Regions from separate parts of the Mus musculus genome. Here region 2 is linked to region 1. A link is a contact called in public promoter capture Hi-C data. All regions are on one chromosome and are shown on one strand. The core of a region is the stretch at or near the end of the contact, and the rest is flanking DNA. Distances in the headings are between cores, read along the strand shown. Region 1 has its middle 7.9 kb from the start of Gm32746. Region 2 overlaps Gm32659 (a long non-coding RNA gene).

Evidence for each region. Promoter capture Hi-C pulls out the DNA fragments that hold promoters and counts their contacts.
Region 2: a contact with region 1 is called in a promoter capture Hi-C map of 3T3-L1-derived adipocytes, with 14 times the contacts expected there. The contact joins two enhancer-like sites. A contact is called at or near these places in 10 of 39 promoter capture datasets (the 3T3-L1 cell line, 3T3-L1-derived adipocytes, the HPC-7 cell line and 5 more), 4 of 484 Hi-C or Micro-C datasets (cerebral cortex, liver, nephron progenitors and 1 more), 1 of 115 datasets of contacts at active chromatin or transcription factors (embryonic stem cells) and 2 of 9 other capture datasets (adipose tissue and pancreatic islet).

The regions. Positions count from the first base shown.
Region 1 is chr2:136,500,931-136,507,565 of GRCm38.p6, reverse strand. No RefSeq gene overlaps it. Among named protein-coding and RNA genes, the nearest start is that of Gm32746, 7.9 kb to the left of the region's middle. Within about 2 kb of position 3,030, at least 11 of the 459 cell types and tissues checked have an H3K27ac peak or open chromatin away from gene starts, as enhancers often do. A contact at or near this core is called in 3T3-L1-derived adipocytes and adipose tissue, where this site is marked.
Region 2 is chr2:136,596,815-136,603,449 of GRCm38.p6, reverse strand. All of the region lies in intron 2 of Gm32659 (a long non-coding RNA gene), which reads left to right. Among named protein-coding and RNA genes, the nearest start is that of Ankef1, 68 kb to the right of the region's middle. Within about 2 kb of position 2,554, at least 20 of the 459 cell types and tissues checked have an H3K27ac peak or open chromatin away from gene starts, as enhancers often do. A contact at or near this core is called in 3T3-L1-derived adipocytes and adipose tissue, where this site is marked.

The DNA of each region.
Region 1 (6,635 bases), core at 1,781-4,280:
CAAAACATTACTCAGCAAATAGCGCCTTCATTTTGACTCTTATAGTTGGAGGGTGCTTCTTTACCCAATGGATCTTTCACTATGTTGAGACTTACTTTGGCCAGGAGAATGTAAAGCAATATGGGAATGTACTTGTACTTTAAAAGGCTACACACAGAGGAGTAAGCCTGATATAGTTGTCTCCTGAGAGCTTCTGCCAGAGCCTGACAAATACAGAGCCTGATAAATGCAGAGGCACATTTCGAGATAAGAATGTGAGCATGCATATGGTCATATGGAGAATTTATATGGTGATGTGAAGAAGTCAAAGTTGAAAATTTACCTCAATGGATTCAGGCTAAAACAGAAATATGAATTCAAATCTTGGTGAGTATGATTATTTCTTAGTTTTATCATTACTGGATCAAATCACCAACAAGAACAGCTTAAGGAAGGAAAGCTCTCTTCTGCTCACTGTTACAGAGGGTTTCTTAAGGTGGTGGGGCCATGGCAGGGAAACTTAGACCATGGTGCACAGCAGAGTGGAACGCAAAGGCCAAGGACAAAGCATCACAACCAAGGACACCTCTTCCTGACCTATTTCCTCTAAGTAGGGATTTGAATCTTGAATACATCAATGGATTAAACCATACATGAAGTCAAGGCGATCCTTCATTATGTGACAATCTCTGAAAAGGCCCACACAGACATTCTCAGATATGTGGCTGACTAATCTCATGTAATTTTCAAGTCCACTTGAGTTGACATTTAGAATTAGTAGTGAGTGTATACATATACATATACATATACATATACATATACATGGTATAAGTTATTATATATTTTCAAGATAACACAAGTTATCAACTATCTGAAGAAGAATATTCTGTGAAAATTTTTGTTGCAGTAGTCTTCATTCTAGTGTCTTTTAACAGGTGCCTTCAGGTAAAACACTCATGCCATGGTTGTGTTTTCTGTAAAGTAGTTGAATGCTTCCTGAAGAATCAATTGCATTGAAATAGTAAGTGAAGTGTTGACTCAGACTGGTAGAGCAAATCTAGCAGTTGTGCATTGCATTGAGTTATGAATTGTTTTCAGCTCACTGAAGACCCTTTAGTGTGTATTTTCAGGATTTTCATTGTGGGACTTATTAGTAATGAATTGTTTGTCATCAGAAGCCAAGAGTCAATGGAGACACCTTATGCTTACCAGTGCCAAAATAAGCTGACATACCACAGTGTAACAAACCTGCCTACACGGTACCACCACTTGGGCATGTTTTCCAAATCTGGCATAGCAGGTTTTTACCGCAGACAGAATAATTGTCTCTTAAATGTTCTTGGTCCTGACTGAGACGTGATTGGACATAATGCTATAGCCAAATTTTAAAAGCTAAATAATATTTTCTCTAGCTTTTGTAGTCATACAAAAATTAAGAGGCTTTTGATTCATGTATTATCCTCTATGTTATCTCAGAAACAAAAGAAAATTGTGACAGGGTTGTAATTCATCTACTTCCTTTCAATATGATTCTTAATTATGTAAAGTCAGAGGACATAAAGTTCCATGCTCTAGAGCATCACACAGTAACTTTAACCATAGTGGCTCTACTGTGCTACTACTCTGACTCTCCAGACCTCTTTGTGGCATTCAAAACTAGAGACATGTGCCTTTGCCAAGTCCCAGGCAACCAACATTCCACTCTCTATGGATCTGACAACTTTCGAGACTTTCTATAAGTGGGATCACATAAAATAATTTGTCTTGTTATGACTGGAGTTTATTTTCTTTAGTGAGATTTCATTAATGTCCTCAAAATTTATTGATATTTTAGTATGCACAGGGTTTGTTTTTAAGGTTGAACAGTATTCCATTGAATGTATACGTTATATTTTATCTGCACATTCAGCTGTCTATACACGCGTGAATTACTGCTACCAATTGGCTATTGTGAGTTATGAACATGGGTGAGAAAATTCTTTAAAACCTTGCTTTAGAATTATTTTTAGTGTGCAGAGTTGAGGCTGCTGGATCACATGATAATTATTTTGATATTTTGAGGGATCACACGGGCCACATCAGTCTACACTCCCACCAAAAGTACCTGTGTTCTATTCTTTCTAAGTACTTATTAACATCTTTTATTTTTATCATTTTAAATTGTGGTGTTTCTTATTATTATGGGGCAATATCTCATTATGGCTTAGATTTGCATTTCCATAATGATTAATAATATGGAACACCATTTCATGTATACATTGGCATACATGGCACGTTCTTTTGGGGGAAATGTTTATTAAAACCTTTGTCACATTAAGTAGGGTTGTTGTTAATTAAGGTTTTATGCATTTTGGAGATGAAATATTGTCAGATAGACAATTGAAAAATGTTCTTCCTCATTATGTGGGTTGCCTTCTCAGTCTTAATTATGTCTTTTGATGCACAGAAGCTTTTAATTTAAGGTAGTCTATATTATATTTTTTACATTTTTAGCCTATGCTTTTAGTATCCTCTCCAAGAAATCATTGCCAAAGCCATTCATTTGCTTTTAACAAAATCTGTCTTGTAAGACATAAAAGATAATTTGCAATGTAAATCAATTGGATAGCCTGAATTAATTTTTTCATTCAGAACACAAGATATTAAAAACAGATAAAAGCAGAACTGTCAAATTGGAAGTATATTGAAACTCACCCTGTAATTTTTGAAGGAAAAAAAATAAGTGCATCTTGTTTGCTTAGTTTGACTCTCCTAAGTATTGCACCTTGATGTGGTTATAGGGCCTTTGTGGAAACACAGTAGGAGTGCTTTGAAGCCAAAGCACAAGAGGTCTTTGTTTGGCCTATACTGCTTAGTTTAGTGAGTCTTAGCAGCTTGTTCACTGCTTTGAGCACTAAGAGGAAAATCCATAAGAAGAAATGCTATTTTCTTCTCAGAATCTGGGATTCCGGTGCAGCAATTTGTTTTTGGATTGCTTAACAGAACAGAAATGGGGCTAAGACCCAAGAGTGTTGGAACTCGGATTTCCACTGGATATTACAAAGAACTTACAGAGAACAGGCTGCCCTGTGAGAAACAGACTCTCATCCAAATGTCCCTGGAGAAACTAGGCAATTCCTTCTCAGGACTCCTGCAGAAAATATTTCTTTGCTGGATGAGAAGCATATTAGACAACTGACTGTGTTCCTTTAAGTCAAAAGGGTGGAGGTTTGCAGAGAACCCCTAGATGAATCACTGATACATTAAAAAGTCTCAGAAATGAATCCTCACCTAACTGAATTTAGTATTTGTTTTTGAAATCCATATAGAGACTAAAGGGTAGTTAGTTCTCTGGTTTCAGAAAGATCTGGAATGAAGTAGACCCAAAGATAGGCTCTGGGAGTCTGAGGAGGGATGTAAAACAGAAAGGCAGAGGGCTTGAAAGCCAGCCTCAACAGAGTCAACAGGACCAATTTTGATGTCATTTCTTATTACGTTGTTTCCATCAACTTTATCCTTTCCATCATGAGCAAATGCCAAAGGTCACACAAGGAGCCTTTACTGGGTTGCAGCCATAGTCATTAGCCCTGAATGACAACAGACAAAATGACAATTGACTCTTTTTAGGTGCCCAGAAATTCCTCCAATCCAATTTAACTCTTTCCTTGGTTCCTTTCAGTTTTACTACTCTCAGAGCTCACATGTGGCCTCCTGTTCTTGCCCTTTCTGCAGTCATCTTCCCACCTCCACAGCTCCTTTCTCCTTCTTTCCTAGAGTCCTTAACCTCAGATAAGCCTGGGATTTCCTCTTCTTTACTCTCAGAATCAAGCCCGTGAGCCATCCCTCATTTCCCTGGTCCTCTTAGATATGTCATGGTATGAATTCGTGGAGCTCCAATGAGGAGAACTGACTGCAACCTTCTTGAATGATACTTGCATGACAGTCAATTTTGAGAACTATTTCTGTGTTATAAAGCACATGTAAGCAGTCAGTACATAGGGCTACCACTTTAAGGCATGGTTTAGTAGTGTAACCTATTCCCTGCAGTTAGATCAGCCCCTTCTACTTCTGTGTATAAAGGTGGAAACTATGCAATGAGGATAATTTTAAAATTCATGGCCAGATTCTGTTCTCAGTCAACCAAATTATACCAGCTTTATTCTGTGGAGATGATATTGGACTAGACTAGAGTGTGGATAAGTGTTATAGCACACTAGATAGTGATATATCGGATAGTGATATATCACACTAGATAGAATTTATTGATTTCTGTGGTTTTCGACATTTACTGAGTGTAGAATGAAGTTGTTAGTTTTTCTTATACACCATGATTTTACCATTTTTTTAAAAAAATATGAACTGCTCACCTACATGTTATACAGAGTTTTTCAGTTTTTTGGATAGAATGTCTGGGAAAAGTTAGGATATGAGGAAGTCCAAAAGATCTGAATAGGTTGAAATATGAGAGCTAAGAATTGGTGTTAAGAAGTTATAATATGACTGACAAAGGGACTCAAATAATCAGAGTCTTTTACAACCAAAATTATATGTATGTACATAAAATACAACAACTTACCCACAAGAACTCAAACCCAAGGCACTTAGGGTAGATGTTTATCAGACAGAACAGGAGACAAAAATTAACCTGTTTGTTTTCATTGAATCAGAGCTGTCAGAGGGAGGAAGGAAAATAGAATTCTCAGTCAGCGTCATGTCAGCACTTGAAGTGTCATTCCACCACACTGGCATGTTTTCTCTACAGTGTCCACTGTTTCCAGTCACCAAAGCTAGAAACAGAACTTAATGTCCACTCACATGCCATAAAGGCCACTCTGAAAACATACCATCCACTTGAGTGCATTGGTTTTCTTTGCTGCTTGAAATCAAGGGGGAATATTCCATACCTGGTCAAAGCAACAGCTTCCTTAAGCTTTCCCCCTGTCAAACATTTTATCCAAATTGCTAGAGAAGGTGGAATTTTATTTTTTTCCCCTCTCTGCTTGGTCAGGACTTGATATAGATGATAACACTTGTTTCCTGGTAAATGAGGCTTACAGCTAAAATCAGCTACTGCAAGACACACAGAGGCTGACACGGCTGTTTTTGAGAAATAGAAGCCAGAACTTTTAAAACAGGAAACTGATTTTCCTCTCATCCCAAACATGCATGTTACTTACTTTCCTCATATCAAGGAGAAATTAGCTGAACATCTGACAACCTCACCTTAATAAAAAAATCTAGTTGTTGACAGCATTCTGGCAGTCCTCTCGTGTGGCTCTCCACTGCACTCTTCAGAAGGGGGACTCTTTCTTCGTGGGCCGGAAGGCTGAGAGGCGTCCACCAAGCATCTGAGAACTGACTCTCTTTCCATTGCCACCCAGTGTTTTCTCTGTAGCATTTCTAGACTCCAGTACCCAGCCTTTGTCCTTGTTGAGGTCATAGTTTTTACCCATTTCTCCTTTGAAAATGTAAAAAATAGCTAAGATAAAAGTACCTGTGGCTACTATCAAGTAGACGGCATATAGGGTACCAACAATAGCTGACGCAAGAATGAGATCCACAAAGAAAATGATCAGCTGGACCAACATGTCTTCATTTCCTCTTGTTCACAGGATGTGTTTGAAAAGTCCCAAAGCACTCACTAGGCAATTATGTCTTTGAAAAATATGAGCAGAAAAAGGCCATTTCAGAATATGCTAATGGAATTTGTGATTTCTCCAAGTATATACCAAGGGAAACTTAATATGATGAAACTTTTGATTTCCCAACTAGTACAAAATAGTGGCTAAAAGTCAAGTCCGGACCATTGCTTCATCACTGATCTTATAATGGGGAGAAACACAGGGTTCATCTTATTCCCTGATTCACTAGGATCATAGACTGCTGAGCAATGGCACTAGGCTACCATGCATTGTCAAGAGTTCTGTATAAAATTCTATATTTCTTATGAAACTGAAGAAGAACGAAGACCAAAGTGTGGACACTTTGCCCCTTCTTAGAATTGGAAACAATCACCCATGGAAGGAGTTACAGAGACAAAGTTTGGAACTGAGATGAAAGAATGGACCATCTAGAGACTGCCATATCCAGGGATCCATCCCATAATTAGCCTCCAAACGATGACACCATTGCATACACTAGCAAGCGTTTGCTGAAAGGACCCTGATATAGCTGTCTCTTGTAAGACTATGTCGGGGCCTAGCAAACACCAAAGTGGATGCTCACAGTCAGCTATTGGATGGATCACAGGGCCCCCAATGGAGGAGCTAGAGAAAGTACCCAAGGAGCTAAAGAGATCTGCAAACCTGTAGGTGCAACAACATTATGAACTAACCAGTACCCTGGAGCTCTTGACTCTAGCTGCACATGTATCAAAAGATGGCCTGGTAAGCCATTACTGGAAAGAGAGGCCCATTGGACAGGCAAACTTTATATGCCCCAGTACAGGGGAACGCTAGGGCCAAAAAGTGGGAATGGGTGGGTAGGGGAGTGGGGGGGGGATATGGGGGACTTTTGGGATAGCATTGGAAATGTAATTGAGGAAAATACATAATAAAAAATATATATTAAAAAAAAAGTACCGATTCAGTGTAAAAGGAAAATAAACCCATTTTTTTTATACATCCAAAGGTTCAGAAAGTTTTAGTTCTCTTGAATGTGCTGGTTTCCCTCAAATT
Region 2 (6,635 bases), core at 1,305-3,804, 96 kb before region 1:
TCCCCCCCTAATAAGAATATCTCAAGTGCCTCAAATTCCCTGCCCTGGAACCCATAATTTCTGAATTTCTTTTGCAAAAATTCAAAATAGAGGTGGCAACATGACAACTGCTGTGAAGACGTGACCATTATTGGCATTGTCCCATTTGTTTACGTTTGGTGAAAGGTTAAATGGAGTGGATACCTGTTTTTAACCACATTCATCCCATCTGTATTCTCACACCCAAGACTAAGCGTCTCCTATGGCTTGATCATTTTTCCATCTACTCCACTCCACACATTTGTGTGTGTGTGTGTGTGTGTGTGTGTGTGTGTTTGTATGTGTGTATCTAGAAGACTTTGTTCCCTTTACCACTCTGTCTTCTGAGGAGTTTTGTGACGACATTAGTTACTTCTCTCACCAATGGAACAAAATACCCAACAAAAGCAAATGGGGGGTTGGCTCACCATTTGATGGTACACAAACGGTAGCAGGGAGCAGGAGGCATCAGGTCACACTGCATCCACACTTATAAGCAGAAATAAATGCTGGTGCTGTGCTCAACGCCTTTTTATTCAAGTTGGGAGCCAACCCAGAGTGAATTTTCCATCCCCATTTGACCTTCTTTTGAAACACTTTCAGGAGGATATCCATTGGCTTGTAACCTAGTAAATGAAGACAGGGGGTATCCTGGAATTGGAAGATTGCCTCTGTTCTTGGTCCTTATCTTGGGAACTAGAAAAGTGAAATTTGTGGGAAACCAGAAGCATGAGGTTTTTTTGGTTTTTTTGTTTGTTTGGTTTGGTTTGGTTTTACTCATTTAATGTACATGAGTAACACTGTTGCTGTCTTCAGAAACACCAGAAGAGGACATTGGATCCCATTACAGATGGTTGTGAGCCACCATGTGGTTGCTGGGAATTGAACTCAGGACCTCTGCAAGAGCAGTCAGTGCTCTTAACCACTGAGCCATCTTTCCAGTCCCAGAAGCATGAGTTTTAAAAGTAATTTTTATTACAGAAAAGAAGATTAAAGAAGAAAGACTATTGCAGAAAGCAGAGTTCCAGAAAACAAGCAATTCTCTGGGAGAGACAGGAAAGAACATTCAAGCTGCTTGTTCGTCTAAGGACTTTTTATAGGACTATGGCAGACACTGTTCAAAAACTGAAGGAACTTCTATTGATATTGACTAATCTCCCATGTTGAGCCAATGGAATGTCTGCAGGATTTATGCATGACCCCTGTACCAGCCAAGAGATGACCTGTTTAGGTGTGATTCTCTTATTTAGGGTAGTGGTCATGCTTTGAAGCTCTCTGTTTATCTTTCATTTGTTTCATTTGCTTTTGACCTTGACTGTCTACTGGCTCTTAGTCTAGGCTGGTCTTTCTAGTTGGGCCAACCTGAAAGGCACTACTCTCTTAGCCCTCTGTGGGAATATATTAGCAATTCATTAGATTATGTTCTCTTTACTTTTATGTTTGCATGATCACATTGTGGTTTTCTTGTCACAGCTACCAAGATGTGTCAACCATTCTTGGCTACCTTATATTTACCTCTGTCTCCAGGGCAGTCTCTTTCCTGGGACAGGTATAAGCTTTGTAGAAACCATTCTTCCTTGCAATTACATGAATTAAGATCAACAGTATATAGAATGGTAACCATGCCTGGTATATGTTCCTCAGGAAGGGGTAATGTATGGGAACCAGCCAGAGTCAGCTGACACTGGCTCCAAGCAAGCCCTATCCAGTCTCCTATCTGGTCAGATTAGTTGACTTACACCTAGATGCAAGATCTTTTGTTTCTCATGACCAGGGTTACTGACTCCAGCATTTTACTCACAACCTTCCACTTAATTCTACTGGATCTTTACTATAGCACTAAGCTGAGTCCAAATCTTCTGAAGCTGACAGGAATGATTAACCATCACAGCCAGCTGATGACTCCGTGAGTTTCAGTCCTCAGCAGAAGCAGCTGCCTGTGTCTGCCTCTCTGTGCTTTGTCTCTTTTTCTTTCCTGACTTGTGATGCTCTTGCCTTGGCAGCTTCAGTGCACAGTGGCCTTGGTAGGGCTAAAGTAATCGTCATCACGTTGCTGGGGACACTTGCTCCCTTTCAACTCACAATGTAATTGTTAGCTCCAAGGACAACCAAGAACATAGCTTGGCATTTTGTTTCCCGAACTACAGGCAGAATGGCTCAATTTGGTGGCATTTAGCATTGCAACCTTTGCTTGCAGGAGAATAGAGGCTTCAACCAAAATAATGCAAGCCGACTAAAAGAAATGTGTTTGACTGGAGTCATTTAACTGAAGCTTGAAAATATTTCATTGTTATTATTCTCACAGTGCATGAACCTGTGTGTGCCCTACCGTTCAGGTCCCTGTTCTTCTATCCCCTTGCCTGAACAATGCTGGGATATAGTAGCCTGGATAGCAGTCCTAGCCATTCCTTGTCAAGATGCTACTTCCCATCACTCCAGTAGCTTTGAATAGTGTGAGCCTGAAATGGTAGGTCATTAGTGTCTCCAGAGAGCAGCCTTAAGCCACTGTCTGGAAGTGAATTGCTGGAGCAATGTTGCAGCTCCCTTCCTGGATTGGGTAATATTAATAGCAAAGCCTCGGTCTCACACCAGCTGTTGGAAGATCCCTGTAGACGGTAAGATCAAATTGTTTAAACACGGAGCTAACTTGCCTGTCCTGTCCTCTGCCTGCTTTCTTTCTGCATCTCAGTTTCTCCTCTCCTGTCAGTCTTTCTTTCATTTTGTTTCAAGCAAGTAGGCAGAATCCTGTGTTTTCACCCTTTTATCTCAGAGTCGCCTGAACCATGAAAACTGTTCTCTGGCAAACTGCAAACATGGCCATAACTTACCAGTTGTGTGCATTCAAGTTGTCTGTCCTCACACTCCTCCATTGCTGGTGGGATTGCAAGCTTGTACAACCACTCTGGAAATCAGTCTGGTGGTTCCTCAGAAAATTGGACATAGTACTACCGGAAGATCCAGCAATACCTCTCCTGGGCATATATCCAGAAGATGCTCCAACTGGTAAGAAGGACACATGCTCCACTATGTACATAGCAGCCTTATTTATAATAGCCAGAAGCTGGAAAGAACCCAGATGCCCCTCAACAGAGGAATGGTTACAGAAAATGTGGTACATTTACATAATGGAGTACTACTCAGCTATTAAAAATAATGAATTTATGAAATTCTTGGGCAAATGGATGGATCTGGAGGATATCATCCTGAGTGAGGTAACCCAATCACAAAATAATTCACTTGATATGCACTCACTGATAAGTGGATATTAGCCCAGAAACTTAGAATACCCAAGATACAATTTGAAAAACACAAGAAAATCAAAAAGAAGGAAGACCAACACGTGAATACATCATTCTTCCTTAGAATAGGGAAGAAAATACCCATGTAAGGAGTTACAGAGACAAAGTTTGGAGCTGAGACAAAAGGATGGACCATCCAGAGACTACCCTACCAGGGGATTCATAATCAGCCACCAAACTCAGACACTATTGCACATGCCAGCAAGATTTTGCTGAAAGGACCCTGATATAGCTCTCTCTTGTGAGGCTATGCCAGTGCCTGGCAAATGCAGAAGTGGATGCTCATGGTCATCTATTGGATGGAACATAGGGCCCCCAATGGAGAAGCTAGAGAAAGCACCAAAGGAGCTGAAGGGGTCTGCAACCCTATAGGCGGAACAACAATATGAACTAACCAGTACCTCCAGAACTTGTGTCTCTAGCTTCATATGTAGCAGAAGATGGCCTAGTGGGCCATCATTGGGAAGAGAGGCCCCTTGGTCTTACTAACTTTATATGCCCCAATACAGGGGAATGCCAGGGCCAAGAAGTGGGAGTTGGTGGGTAGGGGAGCAGGGCAGGGGGAGGGTATAGGGGACTTTCAGGATAGCATTTGAAATGTTAATGAAGAAAATATCTAATAAAAATTGAAAAAAAAGTTGTGTGTCCTCCCAAGCAGAGGTGGCTTGACTTGGGTTTGCATTGGCTAATGAACATGGCCCAGATGACAACCCAGTAGATTAGAGTTTAGGGAGAGACCTTGCACACATTTCTCCTGTTCCTCAAAGATTTGTGATGGATAATTGTCTTTTAAAGCACTGGGTTATTTGCCATACAGTAGAAATTGACTAAACTCTATCCTAAATCTATAGTTCGTTCATGCTTATTCTCTTCCATGTAAACAATTGTTTTCCCTGAATATAATAATCTTGTCAGGCACAGAAAGGTTCCATGACCTCCTCTGAGGTGCCAGGAGAGCCAGGGTGCCAGCTTTGGCAGTGTTTTGGTTTATTCCTGTGTTCAGGGCCTCTGGGCCGAGTCACCTGTCTAGGCTACTGGATAGTCATTGTGCTGTTTCTCCTCCATAGGCCCAGCACAGCTGCTGTTTTTTTCCAAAGCCCTGTTTTCCCAGAGCTGTTAGGTAGGAGGCCTGTACGTACGTTCTCGTAGACTGTGCTGGTGACATATGTGTCTGTTAGGGACTCTTAGCACAAAGCTGGCCTGAGATGGAGAGCTCACCAAGAATACTGCAGATGCTGCAGCCAGAGAATATGTGGAGCTTTCAAGTCAGCAGAATGCAGAGTAAACAGCCCAGCTCAGAGCGAGGCAACATGTCAGTCCTGGTTTTGCTTCTTGGCTGATTCCACGGCCCTGGGAGAGATCCTTGGCCTATATTTCTGTATCTTGGTTTCTGATATCCCTTTAATTCCCTCATGCCAGGATTCAAGGGTTAAAGAGAGCTTCATACAAATGAAAAGCTCTATAAAAAACCACAAGTGTAAGTGTGTAATTAAAGCAAATTCTGACAGATTAGAGCAATGATTCTGCTTGCTGTAGCTAGCTCTGCAGCGCCATACCCCCAGGAACTGGCTAGATGTGCACCCGTGCCAGCCCCACTCAACCACCCTGAATGTGAACTTCAGGTGGGGCCCTCTTGCCTATGTTTCAAGGAGATTTGGCACAGATTTAGAGTCTAGGTTTGCTGATTTAAAGCCGTATCAGTCTTTTCTGAAAAACATGACACCCTTATTTATGTAAACGAAGTGCCTCTAGTGTTCGATAATTTTCCTCAAAATGAATGGAACAAGAAAAATAAAAGAGAAAGCAACTATAAATAATGTGCTAATGAGGAAGCAAGCCAACCTCATGTCTCTGTGGAAGCTAAGCAAAGAGGTACTTTGAATCAGTAGACAGAACTAAGACCCCAGCTGCATGCATTATGGTGACTGTCAGGGCTGGGGTCCTCGATATCTTACTGTTAGCCTGAAGAATTTCTGCAAGGAATGCTGTCTTCCTCTCTCATCTTGTCATGCTGGCATTCCCTAGGCTGACCTCTTACTCTTCCACCACATGCAGACTCAGGCCCCTCTCCATGCTACAGAGGGACTTACATCAGAAGGGTAGTTTTATAGCACATGATTCAGCCACTGCCAGGCAATGTTTGTCACATCTTATTCAGTGCACAGCAGAGCTAAATTCACCCCCTGAGCACTAGTGTATCTGATGGACATACACATAGTTCAGGCCACTTGGAATTGGATGTGGCTTATACCATGGGAGCTGGCTAAAGAAGCCACAATCAACATTCCTCTCAGTTCTCCTGGCCCAAAACCTCCATTAAGAAATTTAGGTTGTCTGAGAGCACAAGATGCTCTGGGGATAGGCCTCATCCAGGGAGTTAGGACTGGCTAATTGGGAGTGATTCCAGATGCTGCAAAGTCCACTATTGTGCTTTGAGCAGGAAGGCTCCAGGTTGCACACGCAAGGCAGAGACTCTTGGACATAGTATTTCAAGCAAGATTGCTTTGAGACATTCTGGATAGGCATACACTTTACCCACTGCCCAGGAGGCATGGTCACATGAATCTTTGAGTCAGGGGCCTGAAACCCAAAGCTTAGTGGGATAAGATGCAGGTCTGGCAAAAGTGTGGGTTTGAAGACGAGTTATTTGCTTATTTTGTTGTGTGATCTTGATAAATGCGTGCTAATGCCCTCATTTGTGCAACGAAAAAGATACTGCTTGTAAACTAAAAGATACTAATGCCCAGTAAAGTACCATTGCCTATATTTCCTCTTGTGAGCCCAGGGGATAGCAGATGTCATCAGATATGGAAATGGAGGCCTTTCCTCTTCTTCTGCTTCCTCCTGGCCAATGGCCTAATTGTCTGGTTGGGAAGAAAGCCAGGTGAGTATGATGGGCTTCTTTATAGCTCCCAGGGGTCAGATGAAGGTGATACAACCACAATGCTGGCTAATTATATTAGGAAAGCTTCCCATGGGACTGTGGAAATCGATTCACGAAAGGGCTGACAGCACCAGTTTCAGGCTGCACTCTGAGCTCGCCTACTTACCAAAGCCATAAGACATAGTAATAGCTCATGGTCCTGTCACTGACCAGGTTGCCTCCGAAGACTGGAGTCAAAAGAAAGTTATCATGGCCCCCAGGCCTGTACACCTGCCTCATCTGCAGACTCAAACCAGTTAGAGGCTTTGTGCATTTCTGGGATGAGAAGGCATTTAGACCTTGAAGACAAAAGCAGACATGCTCTTCCAAGCTCCTTAAAACACAAAGCAACTGGATGATAGCAAAGCGGCCAGGTGAATTTCTTGATCTGAGAA